Linked DNA regions of Mus musculus: regions 1 and 3 are each linked to region 2. A link is a contact called in public HiChIP or PLAC-seq and promoter capture Hi-C data. All regions are on one chromosome and are shown on one strand. Each heading gives the region's core, a stretch centred on a gene start, on an enhancer-like site or on the middle of the called end of the contact. The rest is flanking DNA. Distances are from core to core; before and after follow the strand shown.

Region 1 (2,965 bases), core at 265-2,764, 680 kb after region 2:
TCAGAAGCTTCGCTGGAGGGTGAGGGAGGAGGAAGGTGCTTTTGGAGCCCCACCCCACTCTATCTTTTCTCTTGCATGCTCTAAGTTTACCTGTCAGATGTTGTAGTTTGGATATTAAATGTCCCTCAGAGGTCTATGTGTTGGAGGCTTGGTCCCAACCCATAACTTAATAGAAAGGAATTTTTAGTCTACAGATTCTGTTGACAGATCTCAGGTCACTGAAGGCTTGTTCCCCCAAGGACACAGTGGTTCCATGGTCTCTTCCTTTCTCTTCCAAGTTCTTACCGTAGGGTAAATAGCCCTGTCGAGTGTCCCCAATATGATGTGCTGACTCACCGTGGATCCCAAACCACAACGGAAACAACTGGCCACAGGCTGAACTTTCCCAAATTGTGAGACAAAGTAAAAAGAAAAGTCCTTGTGAGTTGACCATTCCAAGTGCTGATGACAACAGTATGGCAGTTTGAATAGTAATGGCCAACACAGGCTCAAATACTTAAATGTGTGGTTATAAGGGAGAGATGCTACTTGACAAAGATTGGGAGGCTTGGCTTTGTTGGGGTGGGTGTGGCCTTGCTAGAGGGAGTGCTGAGGTTTGAAATGCTCAAGCCAGGCCCAGAGTCTTGTTCCTCCTGCTGCCTGATGATCTGGACGCAGGACTCAGCTCCATCCCCAGCACCGTTCCTGCCTGCGTTATTCTGTGCTTTCTGCCATGACTAATGGACTCAAATTCTGGAACTGTGAACCAGCCCCAGTTCAATATTGTCCTTTATGAGAGTTGCCACGGTCATGGTGTCTCTTCACAGCAACAGAACACTGAGACAGACAGAGAGCCAGGGAGCACATTTTCATACTAAACCTTATAGCCCCATCCTGCAGACCCATCAAGTTCAAGGCCTCAGCCAAAGTTACCCTAGAGTGTGGTGCAACTCCTTAGCAGACTTGGATTTTCTAGGTGCTTCTGCTGGCTGCCGGGGGCAGTTATCTAGCTGACATGTGGGCTGAATCATTATCAGTACATAAAGGCACTGATAGACAGAACAGCTAGAGACAAACACTCCCCAGAGAGAGAGATAGCCTGTCTGATAGACTCCATCATAGTTAATATGTTTCCTAAACCCTCATCCTTCATTCTCTCCATAGCCAATGGGGCACTCGACGTCCCACCCGTGGATAGCACACAACTTCGCCCACACAACCTGAAGAAAAAGGCTCCAAAACTTTGCTGACTGAGAAAGGGTATTTTATCAATTTCTAAACTTCAAGCTAGTGTTGGTTTATTGTTTGTTTTCAGTTTTTGTAAGCCATCTGTCCCCTGCTGTGAACCAGGAGATGGTTCATCTGGGCTGTTTGGTGAATCACCAGCCGGGCCTGAGACTATTCTCAGGGTGTCCCAGTTCCTGAAGGCGGCCATTAGAATTACTCACCAAGTTCAGAAGCCGTGGAGAATAAAGGGTCCCCTGCAATAAAGGCAGCTGTCATTTCTTCTCTTGGTGAACCTGCCTTTTACTGACACTGTGGGTCCATTGTGGAAGTCCCAGAGAGGCAGTTATTCCACACAACAAATGGCTGCTGCCTCTGTATTTCATTACAAAGAGCCCTTTTCTGGGCCCGTGGGAAGGGATTGCAATTTTCAATCACTGTAACATTTAGTGGGGCTGGTGCTTGCAGCTGCACATTTGCTAAGGGACAATTTAGACTGATGTACAGTCCAGTGGAGGATGTGGAGGCCTCCAGTGACATGAGCACACTCATAGGCTGAGGGACAAATGCACAGTCCATATAGTTTTTAACAGCCAGCTCTGCAGAGCTCCTGTCTCACACCTCCATGGTCTTCCACAGTGGACTGCAAATCTTGCTGAAACACCAACTCCTTCAGTGAGCCCTCACTGCCAACAGAACTCAGCACAGGAATCTCAGTATGGCTTTCTGTCTGCTTTCCGGGGCTGGCCCCCTAATAAAGAATTTGATAGCTTTCCTTTACAGACACAGTTAAAAGGGCCTTTGTTTGGATGACCCCTGGTCCAGGCAGAGACAGGTGTATGTGTGTGTGTGTGTGTTTGTGTGAGTGTGTGTGTGTGTATGCGTGCGCAAGCGTGTGCGTATGAGTGTGCATGTGTATGTATGCTGGAGGGGGTATGCTCTACCATTGAGCTTCATCCCTAGTCCTGGTTTATTTTTCTAGTTCCTGGCAGACAACTTGACTTTGTAACCTGAATTCTGTGTTTTTCTCTGCCCTTGTCTCCTGTGTTCCAAATTCATTTCTTTAGTGTGCTACTCCTTCTAGAATTTTTCTATCAGAATTGTAGCCACCAGCCAATGCGGCTACTTAAATTACAATTATTAAAATTAAACGACAAATTCAGTCACATCAGCTACATTCCATGAGCTCAGTGGTCACATGACAGGGTTTGAGGCTCTTTCCACGAGTGCCATGCTATAGAATGTCTGTTCTCTCCCGCTCGCCCTGCTGGTCTACGGCCCACAGTTTCATCCCTGGGATGTGTTTGCTTTACCTCTCTCACCCTCTGCTCCTACCCAGCCAGCACAGCATCCCCCTTCATCACCAGTTCCCACCCCTGCAGAAGAATAGAAAACCCCAGGCCCCACATGAGACTTAGAGGGAGGGAAATGTGACTCCATCCCATGGCAGCCCTGGACCAGAGCCACACTGAAGAACTTTCCTCATGGAACCCACATGCCTATGAGATGGCTTCCCTTTGCAGAGTACGTACATGGAGATCTTTGGGTTCAGTCCCACCCTCCACCTCAGGGAAAAGTGCCCCATGGGCCACCCAAGTCCCACTGGAAGCCACCTGCCACATGGCGTAACAATGATCGTGTGTGTCTTGTCAAACTATCAGCAACTGCACACTGAACTAAACATCAAATAGAGACGATGCATTTCCAGTGTTGGGGGTGGGAGCTGCTAACAGCTGCTTGGTTTTATCTCTCTTCCATTCTT
Region 2 (3,098 bases), core at 339-2,838:
TTCCCAGGAGTACTGTGAACACATTTCCTGCTCCAAACACCAGGACCTGTCCTTTATTGTAACCTCACAAGCCAAAGCCCCAATAATGATTAGCTTGCGCATAATCACATGACCTAAGTGTTCTCAGTCAAGGCAGACCATGGATTTGTGTGTAAGCTCCATGATACAGCTAGATTCTCTCAGGGTTATTTTTTCTAGCCTTGTAGCTAATATGGCATCTCAGAACAGCATGTGAGGCGACTGGAATAAGAAAAATGTTGATTTTCTGGAAACTGTTTCTTCTCAAAGATCTTCTCCTTTGATTTCCAGGATCATTTCTGAGCCCCCTTTGCTTTCCCCTGTCATTTCTCCTTCTCTGGCCTTTGAAACTGGGAACTGTGTAGTGGTCTAAAGCTTATAACCAAAGCCTTCACCTTACAAGAGACCTTGTTGGGTAGTACTTCAGCAAGCAGAGAGGGAGACACCTTCCTCCCTTGCCTGGTGTGCTTACCCATCATTTCTAACTCTGTGCGACCCCCAGGTGCAGAGAGATCCTTTTATTCATTTGCTTTATGGATTATAAAGTCTAATTTGATTCTGATCATGGGCATACCCAGGGTGGATTTGGTTCTCCAGTTTATCTACTTCTGCGGAGACAACTAGAAACAGCCTGACGTGCCTCCTCATTGTTTCTTTGCCTGAATGTGACTTCGAATAAATTTGTGACAGAAAAGTCATCACTTCCAAACTACCCCATAAGGGAGAGAGATGTCACTTAGCAGCACTGCAAAGCAAAACATCAAACCCCCTATTTCTTGTGTAAATGCTTTGTAGTGTGTTCAAAGTGTTTTATAATATGTGACAATGGTTACTCCCTAAATAAGACCTATAGTTTTTGGTTTGGGCTTTTTGAGACAGGGTCTCTAACCTAGGGCGGTTTCAAACTCCCTTTGTAGTTGAGGGTAACTTTGCCTTTCTGAGCCTTCTGCCTCCACCTCCCAAAGTCTGGGGTTTCAGGGATGCAATGCCATGTACAAATGTACAAATGCCTGGCTTTGTACAATGTTACGGTTTGAATGCAGAACCCTCTACATGTTAGGCCAGTGCTCTAACAACTGTGGTTCAACCCCAGCCAAAAACTTTATTTTAAAACATACATTCCCCAGGTATGGTGACGTGTTTGTATTCAGGAAAATATTCTGATATGAAGAGAAAAATAGCTGTTCACTCATTTAATCATGCATTTATTGACATGTAGGTACCAAAATAAGTATTCAATGTCACCCCCATTTTTAGTGAGAGTTGAGCGAATCAAGAAGTTTTCTTGAATGTATGCAAAAAAAAGTATAGCCCTTATTCTCTCCTCTCAGCTCTTGTGGTTTCACTGCTTTATCATAGAATAAGGAGAAATTAATCACGTGCCTCTCAGGAGCTGGTGGGAATTGCAAAGCTGAGCAGGGAATCAGGGCTGAGGGCGCGGCAGGACCATGGAGAGCGCCAGGGCCGCGACCAGGGCGGGGCGTCGCTGAGTCCCCGGAACCCCCCAGGGGGCGCTCGAGAGGAGGCTTAAGAACTAGTATCTTGCTGGGCTGCTGGGCGCAAGGGTTTCGTCAGAAGGTGGAAATCTCAGCTAGAAGCTGCCATCTCCTGGCTCTCACCCCTCCCTCCCTCCCTTCCTCCTTTCCTTCCTCCCTCACTCCTCTGCTCCCTCCCTCCTTCCCCAGTTCCTTCCTCTTTACTCAGCGAGTTCCTGAGCCCAGCAGCTCCTTCCACGCCGTTCACCCTCTCCCCCAGCCCCCAGCCCCCAGCCCCAAGAATGGAGTCGGGGTTTCCAGAGCGACCAAACTCTCCTCCCAGCATCTTTATCCTCCTCGGCTGTTGCTAAACTACCCCCAGTGGACCAAAGAGGGGGGAGGGAAGCCCGACTCTCCTAAGACCTCTTTACAACTACATCACCCAGGACCTCCACTCCAAAGGCGGATTTTGCATCCTGGGGGCGTGACAGACCTGTCCCGGGCTGAATTCTCTTTCTAGTCTCTGAGGCTGGCACACCCAGGTGAGTAGATGCTAACTCTGAGTCCTGTGTTCTTGCAAACTCGTCAGGGCTGCTGCGTAGCCAGACCAACTTTTGAGAAGCTCTGGGTTTTCGCCCAGCCTGGCTTGTTTGTCATTGCTGTTGTTCTGAACAGCGGCAGGAGCAGCAGTCCTTAAAGGCAAAAAAACTTTCAGCCAAAATACCTGCTTTTCCCGCATAACTCTACTCGCCCAGGTGGAGTGGTAGGGAGGCCCCAGGCGGGACGACAGAGGGAGGGCTAGGTTAGGCTCTGGAAGTCCTGCGGGCTTGAGGGAGGATTATTATTGTTTTAGAAATGAGAAGGGGGATGGGACCATAGTCGGGGCTGGAGTTGCTGCTTCCCATTTGACAGCAAAAAAGGTGTGGGGCATCAGTAGTGTTAGCCAATGGCTTGATCCTCTGCTGTTTGAATTCGGCTTCTGCAAGAGGTTCTAATAATATTTAACTGCGTCCATGACACCGAGGCTCACAAGTAACCCATAGTCTTGCTCGCGGCTTTATTTGGCTCGGTCTCCAACATTTTTTTCTTTTTGTTAAATGAAATAGCAGGGTGGTAAAGGAGGAACTGGAAGTACTGGGAGTCGCGTCTGACTAGAGAGCTAAAACTCGGTATCACGTACTACGAAGGATTGCTAGAACTCAATCCAAGGGAGTCAGAAAGTGGTCCACACTGAGTTGAGCTGAACAGCAATGGGTGGGAGTGGACAGAATCCAAGGAATAGTCTTAGGAAGATGAACTCCATCTTCCTCTTAGTGTAAGTGGGCTTGGGGTGGGGGTGGGGGCTAACCTCATTATGCATTCCAGATTCTACTGGGGGGGGGGGCTTCCAGGATTTAGGGAAGATTACCTATGGAGAGTCAATGAGGTGGAAGCAGGACTTGCTAGGGTGGGGATGGGCTGGAGACAGGGATAGAGTCCTGGGAAAGTTGATAAGAGATATCTGTCTCCATGCTGTGGACCCACCCGCTCCTAGAAGGTCCATGCCTCTGGAACTGAAAAGCTTCACACTTGGTCTTTGAAACTCTGCAGACCAGACCAGGAGCT
Region 3 (3,292 bases), core at 518-3,017, 560 kb after region 2:
TTAAACTGGGCAGATGACAGTGTGTCAGGCTGTGTGTGACCACGAACTACACATATACATACCTGGAGCTTCCAGGCTGTTTGTCCATGTATAAGGCAGGACTCTGGGATACTACAAAGGCCTTTTATCCCTAATGCCACCAGACAAGGTGTTCCGTTGAAAACAGTGCATATCCTTCCCTGTTGCTAATCTGGCACCACCTACAATCCTTTATACCCCAAAGAGAGACCACTTGTCCTTCCCTCCCTCATACCAAGGCCCTCTGGGTTCCAGGGGTCCATGCTGGTCCGATTCTACTTAGAATCTGGGATCTTTAGTTTTGCAATAATGCCAGGATCCAGAAGTTTCAAGTCCTGAAGGGCTTCTAGTAGCTGCTCTCGGGCAGCTCCAATGAAGGAATTCTCCAGAAAGGCAGGCAGGCCTCCCTCACCATCACGGAGGACGTACAGGGGTACCCGCACCAGGCCCAGCACCTATGAAAAGGAGACATCGGACAAGTGGGACCTCAAGAACCTCAACACATTACCTTATCTACCTTGGAACAGAACTCTCCAGAGAAGAGCCAAGCAGAACCGGGCCTAATAATCACACCTCAGGAGAGCTTAGAGAGCCAAACTCTGTGGACAAGTGAGCCACGCTGGGTTCCAAGCTCCATCCGTGCCAATCCTTCTCCATCCTTTTCCTCACCCTTACTGGCGACGGCCTCCAGGAGGCATGCCTGGCTGTAGCAGTATTTCAAAACTCAGAACTCACACCACTGTATAGGTAGCACTTGGGTGCTCAAGAAAAATGCAAATACCCAAGTATTCCTCTGACATCCTTACCCAACTCAAGTGATTCCAATGGACTGTTCAGTCTAAACACTGTCAAAGTGTGCGCACTAATCAGTTTTAATAGCGCTCTCACTCCCAGGTTCAGGGTCACCTCTACACACAGGCGTCCCTAGCATTAGACTCACTGTCTGCTTAAGGGAAATATGAACCCAAAGTCAAGAGCTTAGGGTATCATGTGCACTAGCATAGAGCTGGAGAGACCTTTGGATGTGTGTTCTAAAAAGCTCTCTGCAGGGGCCGCTAAAGGTGGCCGAGTAGGTGGTATTATCTAGCCTGGAGATGACCAAGATCCCAACTAGTTCATGCCACTTGAAAGAATTCAAAGTCGGAGGGTCAAAATCTCCTCCACCCAGTGGCTTTTCTCGGTAAGGGGATTGGGGGAGGACAGACTGGAGCTGGAGTGGATCCCAGGCTGGTCCCACCTCCAGCCCATGGTCCTTGGCTTGAGGTGCCCTGGCTTCCACAGCCTGCAGCTGTTCCAGAGTCAGGCGCTTGGCATAGAAGTGGGCCACCACGCGCGGTCTGGCCGCGATGTGTGAGCTGCGGTAGTCAGAGCGTTCAACGCGGAAGGCAGACATCGCTTCGCCCAGCTCCTCGCGCAGTTCCCGGTTCAGCCCGTCCTCCAGGCAGCTGTCCTGCGCGTCCACGAAGCCGCCAGGGAAGCCCAGGCGCCCGTCAAAGCGCATCTGCATCTGGGGGAGGAGGGTATGATGGTTGGCCCGGGCTCGCGAGCCCTGGGGCGGGGGAGCGGCCGTGCATGACGCGTCCTCACCAGCACGGCGAAGCGCATCGGGATGCGGCCGAACAGCTTGCGGGGGTCGGGCGCGTAGAGCAGCGCATGGCAGGCGTGGCGCCAGTCCGGCCCGAGCGCCAGGGCCTCGCTGAGCTCCACTTTCCGATGCCCCTCCATCTCGAGGCTCGCACTTCCGGGTTCTTGCAGAGGCCAGCGCCTCGGGGCGGAGCTTTGCGAGACTCCGCATCAGCCAATCAGGATGGGTCTCTCAGGAGCTCCGAAGACACCCTGGATTGGCCCTTAGGCTAGGGTGGGGCTGAAGGCTTGGTAAGGTCAGGCTCAGGCCGGAGGTGTTTTGGAACCTGAGTTAGAATTTACGCAGGAGTTCTGCCAGTGCAAAGGACAACGTATTTTTTAGAAAACGGTTCTGGGTTGGTCCGTTCATAACAAAGAGTCTAGGGATGGGAGGAAGGTAGTCTGGCTTCAGAACTTATTCCTAGCCTAGCGTGATGGGGGAAAGGAGAGGTGGGTGTAACAAGTCTTGAGTGGTGGAAATGTGGGGATTGACTGATTATAAGAGGGCACAGGGACAGAGCTAACACATTTGGGGAAGGGGAGTGGCCAATGGATGTGGTTACAACAACCAACTGCATTGGCTGTGGGCTCTGGGTAGTGATGTGGCGCCTGGTACATGGAAAATGACATGGAAATGTCACAGGTCACACAGTAAGATTGGGGAGGGGTGGCTGGCTGAGGAAATAAAGCACAGAAAAGAGTGGGGAGGAGTCAGACAGGACACCCCACCACCACCACACTAGGAGTAAATTAAAATACCCTCAGAACTTTAAATTGTGAAGAAAAATAGGAAAGAGATGGGGGACACTCAATGCCTAATGCTGAGATCCTGGCATTCAGGATCCTTCACCTCAGCTAGGCTGCCCCACCTGAAGTTGAGTCCATATATCAAGAACCTGTATGTATTTAAGGAAGGGAAGAGGTGACACTCAAAGAAGATCTGACTTCAGGTCACAGCCTGGACTTGAAAGTTTGTTGTAGAGCTCAGAACTCACCCAGATACAGGCTTGTGACTTTAGTAGAAGCCACTCAACCCTCTCAGGTTCCCAGTTAAGGACCTGTTAGTGGAGGTGGAACCAGCGTAGTATGGGAGTAAAATTCTCCTCAGAGCCAGACATATGGTAAATGCAGCCATTCTTGGATTCGAGGGTGGAGGTTCGATGCTGTGTCTTATGTCAAAGATTGAGGCCAGCATCCTAAGAATAAGGGCACCATCAGGAAAAGCCTGTGGACATCTTGCCTCAGTCCCCTGAGTCGCAGGGCAGAGATGCCATTGACTGAGGCAGTCACATCATGGTGAGTTAGGTGCGATACAGATGCCATTACTCAGATAACATCCAAGGGACAGGCAAATCATCCTGGTCAAACATTATCACCTGGCAACAAGAAGGAGAAGGAGGAGGAGGAGGAGGAGGAAGAGGAAGAAGAGAAGAAGAAGAAGAAGAAGAAGAAGAAGAAGAAGAAGAAGAAGAAGAAGAAGAAGAAGAAGAAAGAAGCTTATAAAACCCTTCATATCTTCCAATTCCAGAGCCCCACCCCAGGCCAATTTCAAGAAAAAATTCCTGGTGGTAGTAAGAGGACACGGTGGTTCTTTTGTTTTGTTTTCTGGATGTGTGCAGTGTATGTGCATGTACAAATGTATGTGTGTTCA

Evidence for each region. Promoter capture Hi-C pulls out the DNA fragments that hold promoters and counts their contacts. HiChIP or PLAC-seq counts read pairs in DNA pulled down with a chosen protein or histone mark.
Region 1: an H3K4me3 HiChIP or PLAC-seq map of embryonic forebrain shows a contact between it and region 2, with 8 times the contacts expected there. The contact joins the enhancer-like site here to the promoter of Cpne4 in region 2. A contact is called at or near these places in 1 of 484 Hi-C or Micro-C datasets (cortical neurons), 3 of 115 datasets of contacts at active chromatin or transcription factors (embryonic basal ganglia, embryonic forebrain and stem cell-derived neural progenitor cells) and 4 of 9 other capture datasets (adipose tissue, embryonic stem cells, liver and 1 more).
Region 3: a promoter capture Hi-C map of hippocampal neurons shows a contact between it and region 2, with 8 times the contacts expected there. The contact joins the promoter of Nudt16 here to the promoter of Cpne4 in region 2. A contact is called at or near these places in 4 of 39 promoter capture datasets (the C10 cell line, cranial neural crest, embryonic stem cells and 1 more), 11 of 115 datasets of contacts at active chromatin or transcription factors (astrocytes, embryonic forebrain, embryonic midbrain and 7 more) and 2 of 9 other capture datasets (adipose tissue and macrophages).

What each region holds. Positions count from the first base shown.
Region 1 is chr9:105,251,122-105,254,086 of GRCm38.p6, forward strand. The region is part of intron 12 of Nek11 (NIMA (never in mitosis gene a)-related expressed kinase 11); the gene reads right to left. Among named protein-coding and RNA genes, the nearest start is that of Nudt16l2, 110 kb to the left of the region's middle. Within about 2 kb of position 1,515, at least 20 of the 459 cell types and tissues checked have an H3K27ac peak or open chromatin away from gene starts, as enhancers often do. A contact at or near this core is called in cortical neurons and embryonic forebrain, where this site is marked.
Region 2 is chr9:104,568,067-104,571,164 of GRCm38.p6, forward strand. Cpne4 (copine IV) reads left to right here and starts at 1,589. Exons shown (of 16, transcript NM_028719.3): 1 at 1,589-2,035.
Region 3 is chr9:105,130,038-105,133,329 of GRCm38.p6, forward strand. It overlaps Nudt16 (nudix (nucleoside diphosphate linked moiety X)-type motif 16), which reads right to left and starts at 1,768. Exons shown (of 3, transcript NM_029385.2): 1 at 1,606-1,768; 2 at 1,256-1,525; 3 at 1-473. The coding sequence starts at 1,743. The coding sequence ends at 294.